Linked DNA regions of Macaca mulatta: region 1 is linked to region 2. The links are chromatin contacts, called in public Hi-C maps. All regions are on one chromosome and are shown on one strand. Each heading gives the region's core, a stretch centred on a gene start, on an enhancer-like site or on the middle of the called end of the contact. The rest is flanking DNA. Distances are from core to core; before and after follow the strand shown. Region 1 holds the start of CARHSP1 (calcium regulated heat stable protein 1). Region 2 holds the start of ABAT (4-aminobutyrate aminotransferase).

Region 1 (3,865 bases), core at 343-2,842, 170 kb after region 2:
GGTTGACGCAGCAGCGCCAGGCTGGCCTAGCCACATTCCCCTCCATTGTTCCGGGGAGAGCGGGGGTCTGGCGAGGGAGGAGCAAAGAGTGAGAAGGGGAGGAGGGACAGGAAGGGATGGGGGTTGGAGAGTCCAGGGGGAGGGATGGGAGGCAAAGGGGAGGGGGCAGCCAGGCCGGAGCCAGTCCTCCGCGGGCTAAGGACCTGAAGCCAGCTGCCACAGATAAGTGCAAACAGGCGGGTGGGGAAGGTGCAGCACGGCGCACACGTCCGCCCGGAGCCCCCTCCCAGGCCCAGCCAAGCTGGGAATAGCTCTTCCGCCCTCAGGAGCCCCTGAGTGCTGGGAAGAGGCCGGAAACCCGAGGAGTGTACCGGGAACCCAAGGGGGCCTCCAACATTGCCGCTGCCTGTGCCCCCATTAGCACCCCTGTCACCCCACCGCCACCACCCACCTGGGACCCTGCACCCGCCCCAGCTCTCAGTCTGGACTGCCCCTCGGGGGGAAGCCCAAGCCCTCCTCAACAAGAACCCTACTCTACACTCCTCCCCCACTCAATTCTTCCATCCTTCCCTCCATTCTCGGGGGGCTTTGGCTCAGACCTGAGATTCAGCCCTGCCTTCTCCCCACTCCCTCAGTGACCCCTGCCAAGCGACTTCACCGCCCCACCCGAGTTTCCTCATCTGTCAAAGGGGACAGGAACGGTGCTGCGTCGCAGGGCTCGGACGCTGTGCAGACGCCGCCGCGAAAATGCCAAGCGCACGGCGGGTTCAGTCAACAATAGTTGTGCGGCTGATGGTGGAACTATCAGGCACGGGCCCATCTGAAATCACCTTCCCTCCCATTCCTGTCCCTGCTGTTGGAACACAAACCAAATGCACTGGCTTTGCCACTCCGTGGAACAAAGGCCTTTCACCTACCTAGGGCACTCACCATCAACCACCCTCAACTCCACCCCAGGGCCCCACGCTGGGCCTAGCGCAGCTCATTCAAAGCATCTACTCCGAGCCGGGCTCTGCCACTCTTTCTTGCCCTGAAGGGACCAGCATCGAGAACCCATGGTCATCACCGAGGCCACCCAGGGAGTGCAAAGGGCGGCGGGGTCTCCAAGGAGGATTCCGAGCCCAGAGGAGGGCCAAAGGCCCGAAGGGAGGGAGAACAGAGGCAGAGAGCGGCTGGAGAAGGTAGTGGCGGAAGATAACAGGAAGGCCTGCTGAGAAGTCGGGGACTTAGACGACAATGGGACTTCGGTGGACGATTTTCAGCGGGGGGTTGATCTGATTGTTTTTACAATTTCCCTCTAGCTTCAGAGTGGGGAGCAGATGAGAGGGGCAAGACTGGGCACAGAGAGACTGAGAAATATCAAAACAGCAAGTTAAAAAACAGTAGCTTACGTGTCTCCCGGCACGGGGCTAGCCGTCTCCTTTTACTCTCACACACCCTCTTAAGCCAGAAGTCAGAGGCCAGTCTGCAGATGGGGACACTGAGGCTCCGAAAGGCCTCCTGTTTGGCAGTGAGATTTCCCCACCTATGAGACCCGAGGCCCTGCCTGGAGCGGGACGTCTCCGCCTCCCCCCGCACACACATCCACCCCAACCCCAAAAAACCGTAGGGCCGGAGGCTTCCTTTTTAAAAATCAAAAAAGAACGTTTCACTTCCGGCCTGCAAACCTGGGCCGCCAGCGCAGCCTGCGGAAAGGGGGCCTGTGGGCGCGGATGAAGTTTTTCTCCAGCGCCTAGGGCCCCCCACCCCCATCCGGGCGCAAACACCCGGGGCGAGCGCGCCCGGCGGCTCCTCCTCCTCCCAGATGCGGCTAATCGCGCGGCGCCAGGACGGCTCCCCACCTCCCCCGCCGGGCCTGGCCGCCGTCCCAACCTCGAGCCACAGCTGGCGCGGCCAGGCCCGGCGGGGGGTGGCTCCGCTTCCCGCGTGCGAAGCCCCCCGCGCCTCGCCCCACCGCCCCGCGAGTCCCCCCTCCAGGGCTCCCTCCCAAAGGCAAAAGCGGTGAGGAGGGCGGGGAGAGCTTCCCCTGCACGCAGAGAACAGGTGGCCAGGCGGGAAGTGCTACCCGACGTCCGCCAAGAATCCCTGCCGCTGTTGCCACACCCACCCCTTGCCCCGGGGAGGAGCAACCCGCGTTCCCCAAACAGGCCCGGAGAAACCAAGCCGGGAGCCCTCCGTTGCCGAGCTAGAAGTCCCTGTAGGAGGGGGGACGATGGGGACACAGGAGACCGAGGCCCTATCTGCCGCTCCCGGGGACTCGGGCCAGGGGCGGCCACCTTGTCCCTCCTTGGGTCCCCGAGAAGAGCTCCCTACCTCGCGATCCGTACTGCTCCGCCAGTCGCTTAGCTCGGACTGGGAGCTCGGAGCTGGGGAGGGGGCGTGGCCCGCGGGGTGGGGCGCCGAGCCCCGCCCCCAGGAGGCCCCAGCCAATGGGGCTGCAGGAGGGAGTCCAGGACGGAAGGGGTGGGGCGGGCAGGAGTGGCCCGGACAGGACCTTTGTGTCCGCGCCTGGGACTGGCGGGAGAGTGGGGCGCAGAGCGCGGGGCGTAGGGGCCAGGGCGGGGCTGGGCTGCACCCACCGGCAGAAACGCCCCTGCAAAGTGGGGGAACTGTGTCTCTGCTTCTTTGCCGTTCCTTCCCTTCACCACGCGCGCCAGGTGCGGCTCCCACCTGCTTTTGGCTCCAAAATCCGTATAAGCCCGGGGGGCGTCACTTTTTGCAGAAAGGAGATAAAGGAATGAAAAGAGAGAAAGAAGAAAACAAACAAAAACACACAGGACGAAAAGAGAAAGAAAAAATACACACATACACACACCAGAAAAACAGGGTTTTATTTTCCCGTTTGGGATTCTGGTTTTGTTCTCTTTTCTTGTTTCATTTCCAGCCTTCCTTGAGTCCTGTTTTTGGAGGTAAAAAATGTTACCTCTGTTTTGCAGGAGAGGAAACTGAGGCACAGAGAGGCGACCAGCCCATGGGCACGACCAGTCGAGAGCAGCCCCTGAAAGCGAGCCCAAACCCCAGGACCAGGTTTTGAGGGACGCGGGGACGGAGAGAGGTCCCCGGAGCTCGCCTGGGACCACCGTGCCCCCGGAGGGCGCGGTGAGGACTGTGCCGGACTCACTCTGCAGCCCCTACTGGGGCCACTACGGAAAAGGCCCAGCGGCGAAACCAACTGGTCCATGCCAGGCAAGGAACCGTCCTAGACGGTTGGTGGGAACAACCGCGCAGCTGCTGTGGAAAGAGCCCGGCGGTTCCTCAAACCACGAACCCTGGAGTCTCCACAAGACCCAGCAACTCCAGTCCTAGGTGTCTGCGCGCCCAAGAGAAATGAAAATGTTTGTCCATAAAAAAATTTACTTGAGGCCGGGCGCGGTGGCTCACGCCTGTAATCCCAGCTCTTTTGGGAGGCCGAGGCGGGCGGATCACTTGAGCTCAGGAGTTGGAGACCAGCCTGGCCAACATGGCGAAACCCCATGTCTACGAAAAATACAAAAATTAGGCGGGCTTGGTGGTGGGTGCCTGTAATCCCAGTTACTTGGGAGTCTGAGGCAGGAGAATCACTTGAACCCGGGAGGTGGAGGTTGCAGTGAACCAGGTTCATGCCACTGCACTCCAGCCTGGGCAACAGCGAGTCTCTGTCTCCGGGAGAAGAAAAAAAAAAAAAGTTAAAAATAAATAAATACTTTACTTGTTGGTCTGGGCGAGGTGGCTCATGGCTGTAATCCCAGCACTTTGGGAGACCAAGACAGGAGGATCTCTTAAGCCCAGGAGTTCAAGACCAGCCTGGACAACATAGTAAGCCCCCTTCTCTACAAAAAAAAAAAAAAAAAAAAAAAAAAGTATTTCAACTGCCAGGAGTAGTAGC
Region 2 (3,496 bases), core at 35-2,534:
GTAGTGGCGCACGCTTGTAATCCCAACTATTCAGGAGGCTTAGGCAGGAGAATCACTTGAACCTGGGAGGCGGAGGTTGCAGCGAGCTGAGATCGCGCCACTGCACTCCAGCCCGGGTGACAGAGCAAGACTCCGTCTCTAAAAAAATAAATAAATAGATACAGTTAAAATACAGTTATTCGGTTGACTAGTCATTGCTTTTTTAAAAAATTGAAATTTATTTTTCTCTTTTCCTTTTTTACTTATTTTTTCCTTTTTTTTTTTTTTTTTTTTTGTAACATCTTGGATACCAAGTGATCAGTGATCAGGCTGAGTGGAGAGAACCAAGCTGAACTCTTTCTCTGCCTTTTAAGGTCTGTAATCTCCATCCATCCATTCATTCATTATGAGCACTTGGTCATCGCCTGTGGTCTTGATGAGCAGTTCTTTGTGTCTTTGATTTTGTCACTGAAAGATTGCATCCTCTTTCCAAATACCTCTAGAAAGCTGTGGGGGCTATCTGTCCGTCACAGCTGAGTATTACCTAGCTTCCACACAGCATTTTATACAATGGTAGAAAGGGACCTTCATCACATCTAGGGTCTCGTTTATACCCACGAAGGAGGTACAGTCTCTGTTGTCCCAATTTCAGGAAAGTGAGAATCAGGAGGCGCAGTGACCGGCTCCAGGTCATGCAGAAGGAACCCCCTCTGACTCCCAGTGCCCTGTTTGTCTTCCGGAGTGCTGGGGCCCGGCGGAGGAAAGTCGCTGGGAGCAAGAAGGGCTGGCAGGGCCCTGAGGGCCGAGATGGGGGTTGAGGTGGGGAGGGCGGGATGCTCCTTCCCTCCTCCGCAAAGGGAACCCTTCTGATTCTGACTCTAGAGCTCCAGAGACCGGATCCGAGACGCGAGTGGAGGTGGAGCTACACTAGCCTGCAGCCCTGAGGGTGTAAAAGGCCCATTAAGATCCAGGTCAAATCAACCTATGGAGTTGCCCCCCAGAGGGTCCAGTGTCCCCACAACTTGACGGGGATACTCAGCCGTCTCCTCCCCAGCTCCAGCACTTCCTCCCAGCCCTCGCGGTCCCTCTTCCCAGCCCCCGGGTCGGTCCCGCCCCAGCCCTCGTCTCCCCCGCCCCCGGAGGCTGGACTCTGCCCCCGCCCCGCCTGCCCCTCCCTCCCGGGGGCGGTGGCCCGTGGCGGGCGCAACCATTGGCTGCGGCGAGAGCGAGGGCCGGGGCTGGCGGCGCTGATTGGCCAGGACGCTCGGCGGAGCCAGGGAGTCCAGCGAGTCGCTGGGGGAAGCCGAGCAGACACACAGCGCGGCCGGAACTCGGGGCGCGCATCCCGCAAGTCGGAACCCGGCGGTTCGGATTCCGCGGAACGGAGCCGGGGCCTGGAGGTGAGCGCGAGGCGCCGGGTGGCTTGGGACGGGCCCTTCCGAGGAGAGCCGAGAGGAGGTCCTTCTGCCCTGCCCCCAGGGAGCAAAACCTGGGCATCTTCTCCTAAGAAACGGAGCCCGCATCTTCCCAAGGCGCGAGGCCCCTCCCCCAAAAAGACAGGAACTCCTACCACCCAGAGAGCAAAATACCTTCCTTTCTCCTTCAGAAATGGGCCCTTCCTCCTGGCTCCAGCTCTAGACAGAAGTCCTCTCCCTCTTACCCCTTGAAATAGAATGTGGCCCCTAAAAGTGGTCCCCAGGTCTCTAGAGCCCCCTCACCTCTTGGGAGACTGATGCCCCTTCCCCTTCCCCATCCTTAAAAAACTAAGTTTGGGTGTCTTGCTTCTCCCCTCTCTTTCGGAATAATGGGAGTCTTCTCAGCTCATAAATGACAGTGACCTCCCCCTCCATGAAAAATGGAAGCTCTCCCCCCATCATAAGACAAGGAAATCCCGGAGCAGAGACCTGCAAGTCACCCTCCCACCCCAGATACTGAGCTCTGGAGAGATAGATGATTCACCCTTAGCCCTGCCGGAGACCCCTCCCTACCCGTCAGAGAGGCAGGGTGGCCTCTGATACCACCACATTAAAGGCTTTTGGGGATTTCCCCTGTCCTCCCCAGTAAAGATGTAAAATGAGGGATCTTCATACTCAGGAGCAGGGCAAAGGTCTGGCCACCCCTCCAAGTCATCCACCTCCCTCCACTCCTCCCAAGCCCTTTCACACAAACCCCAACCTAGTAACGCCCTGCGCCATCTTCCCACTGCTCCCAATCCCATCCTTCTCTACCTCACCCCAGCTCCACTCCCACACCTGGCTGCCCCACCTATTTCACATCCTCTCACCTTTCCTCACCCACCCTGGCCAAGGTAAGACCAGGGGGGGATTCAGTGAGATTTAGTAAGACTGGAGCTCTTGAAACTGGGATCCGGGGCCTAGAGGCCCTTCCAGGAGTCTTCAAACTCTGACAGCAGAGATGGCCTCTGAGGCAGTAGGACCAGCAGAGACCACCCGACACCTCTCCCCCGCCCCCCACCCCAACACACACACAAAGGGCTGTGTTCAGTGCATCCTCTCTTACAGTCTGAGAGGACTACTGGCCCTCTTCCAAGAGGACCCCCATTTTCCCCCTAAACTCCTGTGCACCCCCTCAAGCTCCTGTGGGCATTGCCTGGTGGAATTCCCTGGGCATTCAGCCAAGAGAGATGGGTGCTACTGGGCCCATCCAATGGGGAGGAGACAGTGTTGGCTTTGCTGCTTTGATGAAGCTAGACTAAGGGACAGGATGTTGGTGACCTGGGGGTGGGGAGGGGGTGGGAAGAGCTCTTCTCTGGTGGGTCAGGTTGGGGGGTAGAAGAGAGGGAGGCAGTGAGTCGTGTCTTGCTCTTTGGAGCCTGTGCTGCGGCGTGGAGTCATAGAGAAATGTGTTTCCTCGAGGCCCAAAGAGATCAGCCCCAGGGAGAGGTAAATGGTCCAGTCTGGAGTCCTAAGACCTAAAAGGGCTTCTACATTGAAGACGTGGCCCCTTCCTTTGACAGTTAAACACACAAAGGCACAAAAGGGGAAGAGACTTGCTCAAGGTCACCCAGCCTGTGGGTGACAACTGGCCCCAACCCCTCCAGGACCCTTAGGGTGCTAGGATCCCTGACACAAGCCCCAGTCCTCACATTTACAATGGGGACTTGGGGACTGCTGGGTCCCAAGTCCCCACTTGTCAGAGGAAGCGCCAAGGCTCTGCGAAGGTCATGAAGCCAGGAAGGGGCAGAGCTGGAACTCAACGTCTGTTCCCCAGCAGGTTGCCTCGGGGAAAGCATTCCTGGGTGTCGGTGCATCCCTGCTTCCCCGTGTGATCTTTGTATTGAGGCCATTGCCAAATCTAGGCTTGCCAAAATCCAAATTGACCCAGGAGAGCTAATAAGATCAGTTGCAGCTAATGAGAATCAGATACTGGAGTGGAGGCTACTGCAGGAACCTCAGTTGCCTAGCTGGCTTTGCTACAAGATCTTTGGACAGGACCTAAGGATGTCACATCCCTTCCCTCCAAGGTCCCCTCCCTCTTAGCCCCTGCCCATGCCCTC

Evidence for each region. A called contact is a pair of places that touch in the nucleus more often than the background predicts.
Region 1: a contact with region 2 is called in a Hi-C map of fetal cortex germinal zone, with 2.7 times the contacts expected there. The contact joins the promoter of CARHSP1 here to the promoter of ABAT in region 2. A contact is called at or near these places in 6 of 14 Hi-C or Micro-C datasets (CD4 T cells, cortical neurons, fetal cortex germinal zone and 3 more).

The regions. Positions count from the first base shown.
Region 1 is chr20:10,078,892-10,082,756 of T2T-MMU8v2.0, forward strand. CARHSP1 (calcium regulated heat stable protein 1) reads right to left here and starts at 1,593. Exons shown (of 4, transcript NM_001261063.2): 1 at 1,392-1,593.
Region 2 is chr20:9,904,884-9,908,379 of T2T-MMU8v2.0, forward strand. It overlaps ABAT (4-aminobutyrate aminotransferase), which reads left to right and starts at 1,285. Exons shown (of 17, transcript XM_077984771.1): 1 at 1,285-1,379.